2 separate regions of the Muntiacus reevesi genome follow, and region 1 is linked to region 2. A link is a contact called in public Hi-C data. All regions are on one chromosome and are shown on one strand. Each heading gives the region's core, a stretch centred on a gene start, on an enhancer-like site or on the middle of the called end of the contact. The rest is flanking DNA. Distances are from core to core; before and after follow the strand shown.

Region 1 (5,045 bases), core at 297-2,796, 200 kb before region 2:
CTTGGAAAGCTGGAGCAGATCATGGGGAGTTTCAAGACCAAGATGAGAAACAGAAGTTCCTATGTTCACCCTAGTAACAAGAGGGATATTATTTGATATTTCATTTCTAATTCTAAATTTCTATGTTTTTCTTAAACTTGGGACTCTACTAACTGAGGAAGAATTGTTCAAATATCTGTTTGTTCAACATTTGTTGAACTTAGTTTTCAAATTTTATAAAACAAGAAATACAACTTGGCTTAAATCTGAATGAATCCAAGGCACTATCTATGAGGAACAAGATAAGAATCTGAAGACAGTCTCACACTATTCAATCAAATTTATGAGGGAGGATCTTAAGTAATTTAAGTAGGCTGCCAAAAAAAAAACCAAAAAACAAAAAACCACTATAAGCTACCCGATCCAAATCTTATACCACTAATCATATTACTTTTCATCCATTCCTTAAAGGAACCATCTCATCAATTCAGTTCTTATAAGGAAAGTCCACAATTTCCTTCAAACAAAATTGACAATCAGATATAATTGCATTTAACCTCTCTTCTCCCTCCTCCTCCCTTTTCTAACCAAAGTAATACATAGTTTGGTGTTCATATTCACCCATGGATTTAATAGCTTTAATAAAAGGCTTAGATGGCACCATTCTTATTCAATTGTGTATATGGACAGATCCAGTTTAGCAGTTTAGTAGACACTTTGAGACTTTCAAGAGGTTTCTGTCTCCAAGAAACGAGAATGGTTCAATGGTTCAAGTTCATATTTCCTCTCTTGCTTGACTTTATAAAAATAACTGTCATCCAAAACCACTGCCCAGAACCAACCACAACAATAAGCACATTTAGTCACTCAGTTATCATTAGCAGGTGCAACAAGACAGTACCGTCTTTCTCAAACTCCATACCACCATCTCACATCTAAAGATTTGTCACTTAGAGAAGACAATACCACAACTGGCACGAACTTTCTCCTCTCCTGATGTCAGCGGCAGCCGGCTTAACAGAACCGGGAGAAGAGCAGGATTCACCGGCCTAGCTTAGCTCGGTGTCGCGGGATGTGGTAAGCATCAGCCTGGAAGTGGTAGGTGTACTCTCTTCACCAGTGAGCACCTCCCTCGCCCATCGCCCTGCCAAGGCCAGGCTGGAGTCCACCCTGGGACTCGGTCCTGCACTTACCGCCCCTCGCCTGCTCTTCGCCAAGAGCCTGCCCCTTGATAGACCCCAAAGGAAGCACCGGTGCCCCGCAGAGAGTGGAACGGAGAAGGGGACCCCGCGCCTCCAGCTAGAGCTGGAACCTACTCCCCACGGTGCCCGTCCATGGTGGAGCTCCCACCATCCTCACTGCTGGGGCAGGGCAGGCGAAGAACTGAGCTTTATCTCAGGACCCGCCCCAGCCTCCCGATCCTCACCCACCTCGAGGCCGCCAGTTTTACGAAGCCGGGTCTCCAAGCGCGAGGCTCCGCCTGCTGAACGCTTGCAGGGAACAGGCTGGCCTCTAAAGCCCCCAGCCGCCGGCTCTGCACTGTACTTCTACCCACGGCGCGCTCCCGCCTCCTTATTGCCATGGCGACAGCCCGGGTTCCCGGCAGCCGCTGATTGGTCCCACCGGGGGAGTGGAAGGCGCCGATTGGCTAGGGCGGAGACCAGGCCGCGCCGGAGGGCTAGGGGGCGGGCGGTGTGGAGCTCTAAGGCGTAGGAGCCTCGAGGAGGGTGAGCCAAGAGGGACGTGGCGCTCTGCGGTGCGGACTAGGAAGCCGCGCCCCTTCCTTCTAGGGCTTTCATGGAGAATCCTGTGGAGCAGGATTTGGGTGGGTGAGGTGCTTACCCGGGACTGGGACAAAAAAAACAGGTGTCTCCTACCCCTCGGCCGCCAGTGCGCGCTGGCAGCGCCCAGCCTGGTCAGAGACAGAGGGTCGGGCGGTTGTCGCCCGCAGGCCTCCTTTGGGTCTAACACCCCGGGCCTCCTCCATGGCGGGAATCTTACCCGTATTTGTAACCTCACCTACCCCGGTTTTGTTATGCCGTGGGCCACTGTGGCTTGATTTCTTTTTGTTTCACCTTCTCTCACACCCATGTGCGGTATCTTTCTTTTCTCCTCACCCTCCTTCTTGTAGAACTGAGACATCTGTTCCACACCCATCATTTTAAAGATGGGGAAACTGATCCTCAAAGATACTCGTGGCTCGAGGATTAGAGAAACTTTTGGAGCCTCGAGGCTGCTTTTGATTGAGTCTGCTAAGTAATGGCATCTTTCTCTGAAGCTGTTCTCTTGCTTGTGAAAATGGTGTTTATCTCAGAGTTGTTAGTGAAGATTAGATAAGATTCCAGAAAACCAGTAGAGAACCTGCTGCATATGTTAGTAATGTTAGCTGCTTTTAATCAGGAAATAATACAGGGTAGTAGCGAAATCACCTATTTGGAGCCCAACTGCCCACATGAAACCAATTCTTTGACTCGCCGCGAGTTACTTAAGCGCTCTGTGCCTCACTTTCCTGGTCTGTAAAATGAGAATAATAATAGTATCCTCCTCTTTACAGCATAAGTAAATAGAAAAGTGACGGGCACATAGTAAATGCTCGATAAATGTTAGTCCGTCTCATGTGAGTGGCTGAGCCACGACTGTAATTCAGCTCTCTAGATTCCAAGACCAGCCATCTCTTTTCTTACACAACTCTCATCTGTACACGTAGAACAATGCCTAGAAGTTCCGCTTTTTTTAAGGTTCAGGAGGAAATGCTTGTCCCTTTTCTTAAAATCTCAAACTATCTCCCTTACTGTCATGAAAGTCCTAGAATGTTGTGACTGCCTCCACTGAAGGTTTAATAGCAGAGGCAAATGTAAGGAAAATAATCATACCCAGTTCTGATGGACAGATTGAAGAATGAAAGCACTAGAGTAAGAAAAGATGTTCAAGAAGTTATGGTGTAGGAACACTAAATGTCTATCTGAAAAATATAAATACTAATGTGAGGGTATTGATAATATTAATATATCACTAGTAACCAATGTTAGTGTTAGATTAGGAGACAAGCCACATCCCATCCCTGAGGAAAATACTAAATTGTAAATACATCAAAAGCAGGAAGTATCTTCCACATTTTTATTACCCATTATCTGCCCCAGGGCCAAATACACTGTGCTTGATCTAAGCCCTAACATTTGAATTAAACCCTTTAAGGAGAAGCCCTGAAAGATACGGTAATTTTCTACACTATTATCAAGATAAATATTATTTATTATTATTATCTAGTAACCCAGTGGAAAATAAGAAATTGGATTAGTCCAACACCACAATGAAAAAAGAAAGAACCATAGCTGGGTGACTGAGATGTCAGCAATATTCTCCGCAGTATTCTGAGGTGAAGGAAGAAGAAAACAGGAAGACAGGGCAAACAGAGACGAAACAGCAAGATTCAGGATTAGGAGAGATCACTAAGGAAGATATTTCAGTATGTCATGTGCCTGTAAAGCAGGCAACAGCATCTATACTAGTAAAGGTGATTTTGTGATAGAGAAAAATAAGAATGTTAATCATGAACCCTGGAACTGTGGGCTGAGGGGCTTATAAGGAAATGTTACTTTATTTATTAGTTAAAACTCCAAACTTCAGGCTTTAGCACTAATGGAAAATCTCCTGATGGGGAGGAGGACAGAAGAACACATTACTGCACTGTTCAAAGACGAAAACAAGGTTTTGGAGTCAAAACTAGGTCCCAACCCTGCCTGAATTAAAAACCCGGTTCTATCTTTATTACCTGAGTGTTCTCTGCCAAGTAACTTAACCTCTGTCCATAGCATAGCTTCCTTATTTATAACATGGAGGCAATAATAGTTCCCACTTCATAAACATGTGAGGATTAAATGAGTTCATATTTGTAAAGCAAAGGGGTGCTTGGCAAATAGTAAGTCCATAGCCCATATATTAATGTTGGATAAAATACTGATATCAGTTTCTCTATCTGTAACCTGGGATCATAATAGTGAACTTACTATAAGGGTTCAAATGATGTATGTAAACTGTTAGAGAAGAGATGCTCATAGACATTACTTCTCTGCTCCTCCACCCCTACAAGCCTCCAACCTGTTACCTCTGAACTCCTTTATGATTAACCCTGCCACTGCCATCAGGGGGCTATTGCTCAACCTGGTCTAAGCAAGGATAAAATATCATTGCATGATTTTTCTTGACTCAGGTGAAAAGCTCAAAATGAGTTTACTAGAGGCCAGGAGAAAATGAAAGGGAAACAACTCCAGAGAACCAGCTGATGTGAAGCCTACCCCCATACTCTGGGTCCTCCAGGAAAAAAAAAAAACCAAAAAGGTGTCAGGGGGATTCTGGCTTTTCAATACTTCTACTTTCCCCTTCTCACTTTTTCTAGGGTCCCACAGGATATAACCTGGCCACGTTCTTCATTGTGTTTAGAATGGAAGAGAGGGAGGCAGTAATACTTACAAGAGACAGTAAGTAATCTGAAAGAAGAAAACAATAGTACACTCTACATGGGCACCAAGACTTTGTAGTTTTATATGGTCTAGGTCAGTGGTCAGCAAACTATGGCCTTTGGGCCAAATTACCCAACTGCCTGTAAGGTATAATTTGGGCTGAGGCAGAAAAGAAGGAGAGATGACCTCAACGGAAGTAGGTTACCTTTATTCATGCAAAGCGGGGCAACAGTCGGCCTAAAGGCCAGGCTGAGAGCAAGAGGGATCAGGGAGGCTTCATATTTAAAGGGAGGTTTGTGGAAGCGATAAGGGAAACGTTAGTCAGGCGGGACGTTTTGGGTATTCTTTAGTTGCGAAGGCATTTGTAGTTGGGCGGTGGGGGTGGGGGTGATAAGTCTTCTGGGCAGGGGGTGATAAGTCTCAGATAGATACAGCCTGGAGCATCAGGGCGGGACCTAAAGTTCAGTTTTGTTTTCTCTGAAGTTAGATGATTCAGCAAGGGCCTTTGACACTGTTGTTTTCTTTTCTAGGCCCAAAGACTCCTTCATTCCAGACCCTGAAATCATAAAAAATGGGAAAAAGAGTGCCGTATCTCTCTGGCTGCTA
Region 2 (5,243 bases), core at 1,076-3,575:
ATATATCTCCAGGAAATCTTTCATTCAACCCTGCATTTCACAAGATGTACTCTACATATAAGTTAAATAAACAGAGTGATAGTATACACTCTTGACGTATTCCTTTCCCAGTTTTGAACCAGTCCGTTGTTAACGTCCGGTTCTAACTGTTGCTTCTTGACCTGCATACAGGTTTCTCGAGAGATATGTGAGGTGGTGTGGTATTTCCATCTTTTTCAGAATTTTCCTGTTGTAAGTCACACAGTCAAAAACTTTAGAATAGTCATTTAAGCAGAAGTAAATGTTTTTCTGGAATTCCCTTTTTCTATGATCCTATGGAAGTTGTGATATTGGCAATTTGATCCCTGGTTCCTCTACCTTTTCTAAATCTAGCTTGTACATCTGAAAGCTCTCAGTTCCTGTACTGCTTGAAAGATTTTGAGCATTACCTTGCTAGCACATAAAATGAGCACAACTGTATGGTAGCTGGAACATTCTTTGGCATTGCCTTTCTTTGGGATTCAAATGAAAACTGACCTTTTCCAGAGTGGTACTATTTACAGGAGGCAAGACAGGGCTGCAACCTAAGTGTCCATCAACAGATGAATGGATAAGGAAGATGCTGTGTACATCCTAGCTCAGTTGTGTCCAACCTTGTGATCCAATGGACCAAGGCCCGCCAGATTCCTCTGTACATGGAAGTCTCCAGGCAAGAATACTGGAGTGGGTAGCCATTCTCTTCTCCAAGGGATCTTCCTAACCCAGGGATTGAGCTCATGTCTCCCACATTGCAGGCTGACTTTTTACTGCTTGAACCACCAGGGAAGCCCCAGTGTGTATTACTCAGCCATTAAAAGAATAAAATAATGACATTTCAGCAACACGAATGGACCTAAAGATTATAGACAGATAAATACTACATTACTTTGCCAACAAAGGTCCGTCTAGTCAAAGCTATGGTTTTTACAGTAGTCATGCATGGATGTGAGAGTTGCACTGAAGAACTGATGCTTTTTCTGGGTTCCTGATGTCCTCTGCCAGCATTCAGAAGTTGTTCTGTGGAATTTGCTCAGCGTTCAAATGTTCTTTCAATGAATTTGTAGGGGAGAAAGTGGTCTTCCTGTCCTATTCCTCCACCATCTTAGCACCGCCCCCAGAAATCATACTTTTTAACTGTGGTGTTGGAGAAGACTCTTGAGAATCCCTTGGACTGCAAGGAGATCCAACCAGTCCATCCTAAAGGAAATCACTCCTGAATATTCATTAGAAGGACTGATGCTGAAGCTGAAGCTTCAATAATTTGGCCACCTGATGCGAAGAACAGACTCATTTGAAAAGACCCTGATGCTGGGAAAGATTGAAGGCAGGAGAAGGGGACGACAGAGGTTGAGGTGGCTGGATGGCATCACCAACTCAATGGACATGAGTTCAAACAAACTCCCAGAGATGGTAATGGACAGGGAAGCCTGGTGTACTGCAGTCCTCGGGGTCGCAAAAGAGTCTGACATGACTGAGCGACTGAACTGACTTATATATGGAACCTAAAAAAAGTACAAAGGAACTTATAAAACTGACTAACATATATAAAACAAACTTTGGTTACCAACAGGGAAAGCAGAGGACGGAATTATGTACGAGATTTTTAAAAAAATGTAAAATGACTGTGAAATGACATAGAGGTCAGGACCAGACAAGGGGTGCCTTGTAGTCAGGCACCCCTCCCCTGAAAGATTACAATTAGAGATAAGAAATCTTACCAGTTGGCTAGGGGTAACCCTTATCGTCATGCTATTGTAAGTTTATTAAAGCTTTTTTTTTTTTTTTTAATTTTGGCCATGCCCTGCAGACTTGGTGGATCTTGGTTCCCTGACCAGGTATCCAACTGAGGCCTTAGGCAGTGAGGGCAAGTATCATAACCACTAGCGGCCAGGGAATTCTCCCTTGTGAATATTTTAAGGGGAGGGACAGAGGTAGCTAGTGTCAAGACAAGGCTGGACGCTGCTGACTGGATGAGCAATAGTGTATGGATGAACATTGGCGCCTAAACTCGCTGGGCCACGGGACGCAGATAACCACCTTGCCCAAGGCCGGGGAACTCCTGCAGTTCTATGTGCTCCCGCAGCATCCCGGCTAAGCAGCATCTCCGGAGACTCAACTAGATTCAACTGCCCAAATTGGAGGCGGATCCTTTTTCCCGCGCCAGCCTAGTGCGGACTCAAACACCGGTGCCTGCCGGGAAGTGTAGTCCACGTCGAAGTGCATTTTGGGATATGTAGTCACGAGGACGCCGGGAAGTACGCAGCGAAGCTCCGCCTCCTGCAGGGGCGGAAGCCAGGACGTGTGAGGCAACTTCCTGCGTGGAGGGTGGCTTCCTGCGGCTCTCCCACCCTCTCTCTCCTTTTGCTACCACACCGCCGCCATCATGGGTCGCATGCACGCTCCCGGGTGAGCTAGGGTTTATGAGCGGGTTGCAAGGCTGAGCCTAGGAGTGGAGGGAAAGGAAGAAGTGTAGGCAGCGGGTCGAGGGGGTAAGGTTTGGGGTTGCTGTGGCGGGGCTTGCTTCCTCACCCCGATATTGCTTTTTTCTCCAGGAAGGGCTTGTCCCAATCGGCTCTGCCCTACCGCCGCAGCGTCCCCACCGTAAGTAGCGTGCGGGTACCGAGCAGAGGCCTGGAGGGGGGGTGCCATCATTTGCTTGGAAGATGGGGACCACGTGTGCATGAGCGTGGTTTTGAGGGTGGAGAAGGCCGCTGCGCTTCGGTTCAATCCCCGATTTCTCGTCTAAGGCCGCTTTCTCTCCCGCGAACAGTGGCTGAAGCTCACTTCTGATGACGTGAAGGAGCAGATCTACAAACTGGCCAAGAAAGGCCTGACTCCCTCTCAGATCGGTGAGTGCGTCTGTTATAATGTACCCCCTTCCGCCTGACCGCGTGTAACGTGCTGAAAAACACTGGGGCTAAATGTCTCACATGTGTTTTGAAAATTTTCTGCTCGTTTTCCTGACTTTACGGTTGACCGAGGCCCAGGCTTCCTTTGCTGAACTCTCAAGCTCTTATTTGGAAGACGGTAAAATAATTAAAATGCGCTCCAAAGTTTAATGAGTATTTTCTTTGGGCTGAGCACTCTCTTAGGTGTGTGGTTTTAAGCGCTTTCCACTTTTTGACTTAGGTTAATTCTGACAGCCATAGTTTCAAATAAATACTAGACGTTTTCCCGAAGTTGGGGGAACTGAGGCACGTTGCAGCTGTATAAACAAGCCTCAGATCACACAGCTGTTAGTGGAGGAGCTGGGACTGGCTGCTCTGAGTGTTCACTGCTTTCTCACAGATGTGGTTTGAACCTCAGCTGTGTGTGAGTTTGTGCAAATGGCTTCATTCTGCAAATGTTTGCCAGCTGTGTGATCCCCGATCTTCAGAATACAGTCATTGTAAAAAAGCACCATAGCCTTCTATTGAGCTTATGGTCTAGTGGAGATGTTATACATAATAAGAGGTGTGTGTGTATATATATAGAGAGAGAGAGAGAGACTGTCAGGTAGTCAGATGATGCTGTTTTGAAGACTCCTTGATTTTTTTTGGTGGCCTGTAATCTAGCAAGCTCACTATGATGATGGTCTTCCAACATTCGCAGTTTCCACCAGAAAGGTTTTCCTTAGTGTTGGGTAAACCTTCCTTGGATGTCTGAGTGAGCTTTGCTTGTGCATTCTGTCGTCGGTGTCTGATGTATAAAAAGTAAGCTGTGTTTTACAGATAGGAAACTTGGAAAGTGACTTGATTTCAGTCTTGACATCACATGCTCCAGTTTGTATGTTTGGTGTGGGAATTTATATTACTCCCTTTCCAGGTGTGATCCTGAGAGACTCTCATGGTGTTGCACAAGTACGTTTTGTGACAGGCAACAAAATCTTGAGAATTCTTAAGTCCAAAGGACTTGCTCCTGACCTGCCCGAGGATCTCTATCATTTAATTAAGAAAGCCGTTGCAGTTCGAAAGCATCTTGAGCGGAACAGAAAGGTAAGAGGATGAGAATGCTTGTACTAAATTCATATCAGTGAAATATAGTGCCTCTGATTGGAATTATCCAAGGGGCACAAACAAATCACAGTGTTTGCTTTGAAATGAAAGTTTCACCAGAAGAGATTTTGGGGGTGGGGGGGGTTAGGGTTAGTTCCCTAAATTCCCTGAAGGACCTAATCTAGCCACACAAACCCTAGGCTCTGGTTCTATAAACAACACTAAGCAATTTTTCATTAATGTGCATGGTGTCTATACATTCTTCTGTAAAAATGATGTTTAGTTTTAAGTGGTTATTCTGAATTCTGTCAATTTTATTTTTAGGATAAAGATGCTAAATTCCGTCTGATTCTGATTGAGAGCCGTATTCACCGGTTGGCTAGATACTACAAGACCAAACGAGTCCTGCCCCCCAACTGGAAATAGTAAGTTATCAACCCTTTTTGTTAACAAAAAGAGGAGTTGGCCAAGTATTAAATAGATTAGTAATTATAGTAAAAGGACTGATAATAAATGTTTTAGATTGAGCCTATATGGTCTTTGAGTTCTTAATAGCAAGAAAACAGCCATAGACAGGTCGAGCGGTTGCGTTTTGTTGATACAAAGGGTGGTACTTCCATAGACTCATTTAGAGCACAAACATGCTCTTTAAATCATTTTCAGATTGTGGGTAAAATTTAAGTTCTTCTGTTCCCAGCTGCTTATGTTGTTTTAATTTTTGCATAGATTGCTCACTATGATGATAATATCCTAGCATTTGCACTTTTCACCAGAAAAGTTTTTCTTCATGTTGGCCAGTTCTTGGAGGCCTGAGTGACCATCTTCATGTTATGGTTGATCACAATGAACTGATTTCAGGAACTGAGCTGTTCAGTGCCTTTTATATATTGGGGATTTATTTTTAACTGTTAGGAAATAACTGTTTTCAGAGATTGTGTGAATATGGGGGATTTTTTAAAAACAGATTATGTATAAATATAGAGGACTTTTTTATTAATCCAGCTTCCCCCCCCCCTTCTTTTTTTCTTTCAGCGAGTCATCCACAGCTTCTGCCCTGGTTGCATAAATTTGTCTATTGTACTAAAGCAATAAAAATCATTGTTTAACAGAACCATGTTTTGTAACTTTTTTTTTGGTTGGAAAATTTGTCTGTTTGTGTGTTTATCTCTTTAATGTGGACGTGTGTTCCTGCATTAGAATTTGTGATTCCACAGGGAGTAATAAGATAGCATCTATCCATAGCATCCCTTC

What was found. A called contact is a pair of places that touch in the nucleus more often than the background predicts.
Region 1: a contact with region 2 is called in a Hi-C map of muscle, with 4 times the contacts expected there. The contact joins the promoter of NUCB2 here to the promoter of RPS13 in region 2. A contact is called at or near these places in 2 of 3 Hi-C or Micro-C datasets (blood and muscle).

Annotation. Positions count from the first base shown.
Region 1 is chr9:56,831,483-56,836,527 of mMunRee1.1, reverse strand. It overlaps NUCB2 (nucleobindin 2), which reads right to left and starts at 1,546. Exons shown (of 17, transcript XM_065944393.1): 1 at 1,410-1,546.
Region 2 is chr9:56,631,218-56,636,460 of mMunRee1.1, reverse strand. It overlaps RPS13 (ribosomal protein S13), which reads left to right and starts at 2,325. Exons shown (of 6, transcript XM_065944202.1): 1 at 2,325-2,424; 2 at 2,571-2,619; 3 at 2,789-2,867; 4 at 3,823-3,992; 5 at 4,317-4,417; 6 at 5,025-5,103. The coding sequence starts at 2,402. The coding sequence ends at 5,058. LOC136176171 (small nucleolar RNA SNORD14) reads left to right here and starts at 3,578; the gene lies at 3,578-3,667.